Regions from separate parts of the Sus scrofa genome. Here region 2 is linked to region 1. Evidence: chromatin contacts called from public Hi-C data. All regions are on one chromosome and are shown on one strand. The core of a region is the stretch at or near the end of the contact, and the rest is flanking DNA. Distances in the headings are between cores, read along the strand shown.

The links. Hi-C and Micro-C count contacts between places; a contact is called where the count stands out from the background.
Region 2: a Hi-C map of epiblast stem cells shows a contact between it and region 1, with 2.4 times the contacts expected there. The contact joins the promoter of CHRM1 here to the promoter of SLC22A8 in region 1. A contact is called at or near these places in 2 of 47 Hi-C or Micro-C datasets (brain and epiblast stem cells).

The regions. Positions count from the first base shown.
Region 1 is chr2:8,780,995-8,784,375 of Sscrofa11.1, forward strand. It overlaps SLC22A8 (solute carrier family 22 member 8), which reads left to right and starts at 1,790. Exons shown (of 10, transcript NM_214455.1): 1 at 1,790-2,125. The coding sequence starts at 1,790.
Region 2 is chr2:8,857,056-8,860,436 of Sscrofa11.1, forward strand. It overlaps CHRM1 (cholinergic receptor muscarinic 1), which reads left to right and starts at 1,710. Exons shown (of 5, transcript NM_214034.1): 1 at 1,710-1,804; 2 at 2,410-2,576; 3 at 3,021-3,113.

The sequences.
Region 1 (3,381 bases), core at 540-3,039:
GATGAGGCTGGAAGAACATACATCAGATCATTCATGGGGCCGGCTGTCGGGTGAGACTGGCCGCCTTGTTTTGTTTGGCTTGTTTGCATTTCCTATATTTTATGCAAGAAACACTTTATTATATAATTAAAATAAGACTAAAGAAAAAAGTAGAACCACAGGAACTGTGATTTGTCTTTATCTTTTTCAATTTTTATAGTGATTTTTATTTTTTTCATTATAGCTGATTTACAGCGTTCTGTCAATTTTCTGCTACATACAGACCCCGTCGCACATACATGGATGCATTCTTTTTTCTCACATTATCATGCCGCATCACAAGTGACCAGACATAGTTCCCAGGGCTATACAGCAGGATCCCATTGCTTATCCACTCCAAAGGCAATAGTTTGCATCTATCGACCTCAAACTCCCACTCCTTCCCCCTCCCCCTTGGCAACCCCTGAAGTCTGTTCTCCGAGTCCATGATTTTCTTTTCTGAGGAAAGGTTCATTTGCGCCATATATCAGAATCCAGATATAGGTGATATCATATGGCGATTTGTCTTTAAAGGGAAGCAGCTGATGAGACAAAAAAATGGTCCATTGAGTGTGGAGATGGAAGGAGGTATTCCCTTGGGTCCGAGACTCAGATAAGGGAGCCCTGGCTGCCCCAGGGACCAGCAGGGGACAGCCCCGAGCCCTCAGGAACAGTTGCAGGTGACATTTCCCAGGAGACAAGAGGCACCAGGCAGGGGAGTTGGTGCCCTGGGGTGGGTCTTGCCCGCTCATGGGCAGCAGTCACCAGCTATTTGCAGCTCAGAGAGGATCCTGGGCCCTCAGGACTCAAACCAGCCCCCCTGCCCCCGCCCCAGACGCCTGCCCAGAGCCCCTAGCCCTCTGTCCCCCCACCCCAGCCTTTGCTGAGGCAGCCCTTTGAGGAAAGCTGGGCTTAGTGGGTCCACAGCAATTTCCCTGCCGGTGTCATTAATCCCCAAAGAAAGTCAAACATTAGCCCGGGAAACAGCTTATTCCTTATATAAGCCCTCCTGGGGAAGGCACAAACACAGCTTGTTGGAGCTGAGCTGCCAAACTAGAGCAGCTGCCGGACCCTGGGACTTGAGCAAGGGTTCCAGCCACATCGACCACCAGCCCCACCGGAGGCAGCCAGGCCCAGCCACCAGGTGAGAAAGGACACAGCCCCCCCAGCCCCAGTCCCCAGGGACCCCTGGGAAGACCCCAAGGCCAGACCCTGCTTCCACAGCGCAGCTGGCCAAGTCTCTTATGCCCTCCGGAACCTACTTGGGGCATTTCTGCTGCCCCAGGGGACAGCCAAAAGCCAGCACAGGCTTGGGGAGACTTCCAAGATAGGGTCCCTTGGTCCCAGCTGTGTGGTCTGCACGACCCCATGCCTGCAGCCTGTGTGTGATCAGCCTGGCTGAACACATATATCTGCGCACCCACAAGTCCCCGCTCGCACACATACAGCCACACGCCCGAGCTCACGCAGCCGGGCCCCTACACTCCAGGCTAAAAGCGCACATCCCCCCAGACACCCCTCTGGACACACACCTGGCCACACACCACACCTATGACCCCACTTCTGTACAGGCCGTCGGGTGCATCCTCCTGCCATAAATCTGCAGGTACGCACAGCTGAAGCCCCCATCCTCACACCTTCATACAGACCCTCGAGCTCACACACACACCTGGGCACACCCTCCCCCTTGTGCCTCCACCCCCATCCACCTGCCCCCCGTCTCCCCGGCCTGGTGCCCCGCCCGCAGCTCTGGCTCATCTTGCCCGGCACCATGACCTTCGCCGAGCTCGTGGACCGCGTGGGCAGCAAGGGGCCCTTCCAGCTCCTACACACGGTCCTGCTAGGCCTCCCGATCCTCGGCATGGCCAACCACAACCTGCTACAGATCTTCACAGCGCCCACCCCCGCCCACCACTGTCGCCCGCCACCCAACGCCTCCGCAGGGCCCTGGGTGCTCCCCACGGGTCTGAACGGGAAGCCCGAGACGTGCCTCCGTTTCGTATATCCGCCCAACGCCAGCCTGCCCAATGACACCCGGGGGGCCACCGAGCCCTGCCTCGATGGCTGGATCTACAACATCGTCGACAGGGATTCCATTGTGACTGAGGTACGCCCGGAGGCCACCCCTCCCTGCGCTTCCCGCGAGCTCCCCCACGCGTGGACAGGCGACCAGGCTGGGGGGCTGGTATCCCTAGGACCGGGGACAGGGCGCGGGGCAGGCAAAGAGGAAGGACGAGGGGCTTCCACCCAAAAGGTTCCTTCCTTCACGTTCAGGGTACAACCTTTTCCCCACAAACAGCCCATTCTATGGCAGGTGCAGTGCCAAGCTCCGGGGTTACAAAAATGTTCCACTCCTGTCCCCATGGGGTCCACAGCCCAGCGGGGGTCACATCAATTAGTGAGAGTACCACACTAAGACGTGTCAAATTACAACTTCCAAGTACTGAGGGCTGGGGCCTTGGACTCACAGGTCACCCCTGAGCTGTGGGCAGGGGCGGGGTGGGAAGCCTCCTTAAAGAAGTGACCCTGGGCTGAGATAGGAAGGTCCAGTAAGTGTTGTCCAGGCAGCGGAGGAGAGGAGGGAAATTCCATCTTGCGCAAAGGCCTCAAGGTGGGAGGGTGCACAGACAGAGGGGAGTGTTGGGACATGCCGAAGCAGATCCAGAAACATCTCTTCCCGAGCCACTCCTGTGTTCACCGCCCCCTCATTCCCGGGCTCCTTTGTTTGCTAATCCTTTGACCTGCCAGGAGTTACAGAGTTAAAGCAGGTTCCTGAATGATCTGGAGACCTCGCTGGGGTCAGATGAAAAGAGGAAAACGGGAACTGACATTTATTGAGGACCCACAAATGGCCAGGCACACCTTGGAGTTTGGCCGACCTTGTCTCCCGCAGTTTGATCCCCACAATGATATCCTGTTGAAGGTGATTTGATCTCCTTTTACAGATCACCAAAAAAAAAAAAAAAAACTAAGACTCAGAGAAGGGAAGGGATGGTCCAGTACCACCCAGCTGTCAGTTTGGAGGCTGGAATTTAAAGCGAAAGCCCATGTGGGGCACCGGGGTCAAGCATTTATGGTAGGACAAAAGAGGGAGGAGCCATGGGATTCCAGGGAGGCTTCCTGGAGGAGGTGGCGTCTGAGTGGTGAGCGGAAGCCAGGGTTTGTTTTCATGCTTTACATGGGGGACCATGAGCCCCTCAAAGGCAGGATGTTGCTTTTGCCTCTTTAGAAAAGATGCATTTCAGAGTCTTTACCCAGGGCCAGTCCTCTCTGGGCACATGATGAGCATGGGCTCTTGGAACCCTGGCAAGTGGCATCTCAGTGAGGAAAGTATTGTCAGTACCTTCAATTCACAGACAAGGA
Region 2 (3,381 bases), core at 460-2,959, 76 kb after region 1:
CTGCTTCGCGGAGCCCTTTGTCGCGTTCGTGCCGCACTCGGCGGCTTAAAATAAAGACAATGTTCCCAGCCTCCCTGCGGCTAAATCCGGCTCGGGTGCGGGGGCGGTGAGAGAGCCGGGCGGGAGAGCTGCTTCTGGCCCTACCTCCCTTCTCCTTTCCTGCCTCAGTTTCCCCATCTGGTAAAGGGACCCAGCCAAGTCTGAACCGAGAAGAGTCATAAAATTGGGGGGGGGGGCCGCCGGGGGCGTCATCCCCCTGTTTCCGCAGCTGCAGGGACTTAAGGAGCAAACAAACCTTTTGGGACAGAGAGGGACACTCAAGAGGAGGCAAGGGAAAGCTGGACACCCTCCTCTCCCGCCTACAAAATAAGTGTTTTTATTTCTAAAGGGACGTGTGCAGAGGCGGTGGGAGAAGAGAAAAGGGAGACCAAGGAGCCTGGGGGGAGGGGGTTAAAGAGAGAGCCTGATTCAGACTCGGAAATGGATGTTGAGCGTGGAGACCTAACACCCCCACACTCAGCCACGTGTACGCGCACAAGTACACGCAGCCGCACCGCGCGCACAAGCCGCACGCCGCAAACCGAGCACAGCCCAGCAGGGGGCAGCCAGAGTCCGTGCCCACGGGCAGGGACTGGTCGAGTTCTGACCCGCTTATCGACCCCAGCCCGGGAGGGGTTGCTCAGATTCCTCTCCAAGCGGCAGGATGTCCTGGACTTCAGTGGGGAGGTGGAGTGGGTGCTTGCTCTAGCCTCTGCTGGCTTCCTGAAGCAGAGATGCCCCCACATGTACCTGCCACGTGTGCCCACCAGCGGCATGATGGCTGCTGGCCACGCCCCAGGGACTCCAGTTTCTGCTCCACCTGGCTCCATCAGCACCTGGGCTCCAGCCTGAGGAAGCCCAGGTTGCCCTCAGGCATTAGGATTGAAAAGGGGTGTTCCCAGGGAAGAGGAGCGAGGAGCGAGTGGTGGGGCTGGTTCCAACCCCCTGCCCCATTCCAGAGCCATGGGCTTAGAGCCACGGGACCTGAGTCCAACCACTTGCCCAGCACATTTTAAGCATCCCTCTGCTCCTGGGTTTTCTCATCTATATAGTGTGGATTCATAGATGGTCCTGGTTCTGCCTACCTTCCACCCTAGGACTTTAGCAAAGGACCCAGCAGCCCAGCAGTGGCCTCCCCATCTCTGCCCTCTGTGGCCAGCTCCCCAGGAGGTCTCTAGGGCCAGGTGAGGGCGGTGCAGGACTCAGGTCTCTAAGGCAAAAGGCCCCCCGGGGTTCTGTCTCTGAGGACACAGAAATTCAAACCGGCCTGGGGGAGTAGGATGCTGGCCAAGCAGCTGGGCTAAGGGAGGTGGGGAGGAAGAGCAGGCTTGGCACTTCCCAGGTGCACACCTGTGCGCCCTGAGTGGGAGTCAGGAGAGACAGAATTTGACAAGCTGGGAGGAGAGCTGTCTGTCTGCCTGTCTGTCTGTCTTCCAAGTGGAAGCTGGGGGTGGAACAGGCAGGGAGGTAGAGGCTTGCCTCACTTGTCAGAATTAGCAAGTTCCACGATTGGGCAACACTTAGACACACAGCGAATACAGATACACGCGTCCTGGCTCCAGACCGACAGGGCGACACCTGCATCTACAGGCTGCACGGTGATATGCGTACTCAGGGACACACGTGTGCGGGACGCTCAGCAATGCGTGGAGCAGGCACACAGCCCCCCACTCATCCCCGCAAACCAGGCACCGACCAGGCTGTGCAGCAGGAACAGAAGACAGCGCACAGCCCAGCACGCGGGGCTCGTCTGCTCAGCCCCGGGGTGGGTGCGCCAGCCCTCTGGGTCTGTTCCAAGTTGGAGCCTCTCACGTGAGGCCCAATGTGTCATTTCCAAACAGAAGAAATCGAGCTCCTTCCCAGCAGAGAGGAAGAGCAGGGTGTGGGGTTGGGTGGGTGGGCGCGTGGGCATGTGCAGGGGGCAGGGCGTGTGTGCGAGGGAAAAAACAGGCATGTGAATGCCGGGGAGTGCGTGTGTGGCAGGGCATGGTGCTCACGGGCTGGGGGCTCTAAGGTTGGGTGGGGGAAGGAGCCCCGGGAAACAGTGTGCCTGTGTGTGTGTGTGTGTGTGTGTGTGTGTGTGTGTGTGTGTGCCGCTGAGTCTGTGTGCATTGGGTGTGGGTGTTTGTCTCCCTGTATCCGCCTTCTCTCCCGTTCTGGACTTTTAGCCTTCCTGGGCTCATCTTTCTCATGTCCTACCCCCTCTCTCTCAGGGCGCAAATGGGGTGCCCTGGTGGAGGAGGAGGGCAAGCTCCAGGACCCGGTCCAACCTCGGACATTGCCTGAGGCTTCCCTCCAGCTCCCCCTCCCTTCCTTTCCTCTCTTTCCTCCCTCCCTCTCTTTCTCTTCCTCCCTCCCCCCCACCCCCAGGCTGGCGTGCCAGGGGTGGGACATGCCAATCACTGGCTGTGCCTCTCCGGCTGCCAGCACAGGGCGCAGCTCCCCCCAGGAGCCAGGTGTTTGGGTCCCTGGAGACGCCATCAGCCCCGGAGAGGCAGTGGGGCTGCCGACCCTCCAGACCCCTCTCCAGCCCCATGGTGAGTATCCCTGGGAGGAACTGGGAGGGGCTCCACCGAGGTGGGAGCAGGAGAAGCAGGATCCTGAGAGCTAGACAGGGACCTGGACTAGAAGGAAATGGGGATGGACCCCAGAGAGAGGAGGGGGCGGGGGGGCGGTCTAGAGACCAAGGGGGCTCTGTAGCATTGGACACTGGCTGCTCCAAATACCCCGTCTCCTGGCTTTGAGCAGATACACCTAATATTTTTCTGGGGTTCAGCTGGCAAAGGAGATGGAGACCCCCTTAGGAAACTGCACCTGGAGCCAAGAAGGGGTGAGGCTGCCATGTAGCAGGCAGAGCCCCCAAATCCCACTAACGGCGGGGGGGGGCAAAGGATAGCCAGTGCCACCAGGATCCTCTGGGAGTTTCACCACCACCCCTAATTGGGGTGCCAGTCCCAAAACCTCCTCCTCTCCTCCCTCAGGGAACCCTGAATTCCACCAGCCCCATCCACCTCCAGACCCTCCAAGATGGACTGAGCCAGGCGGCTGGCCAGATGGACAAGCCGGATGCCAAGGTGGGTGCTGGGCCAGGAGCCAGCAGGAGACCAGGCCAAGAGCTCCAGGGCTCTCAGAGGGTCGTGGACACACGGACGACCATGCTGGCCAGGGAATGTGGTCCTGATGAGTACAGGGGCCCAGAGGGGCCTTCCCATGTCCAGAGTACCTTGGGCTCCCGCAGGACAGGTCTCAGTCCCATGACCAGGTAATGCATGGATACTGATGGGCACCCATGCCAAGTGCCCATCCCAGGACCCCCCCCCAGACTCCACAATGTGGGGATGG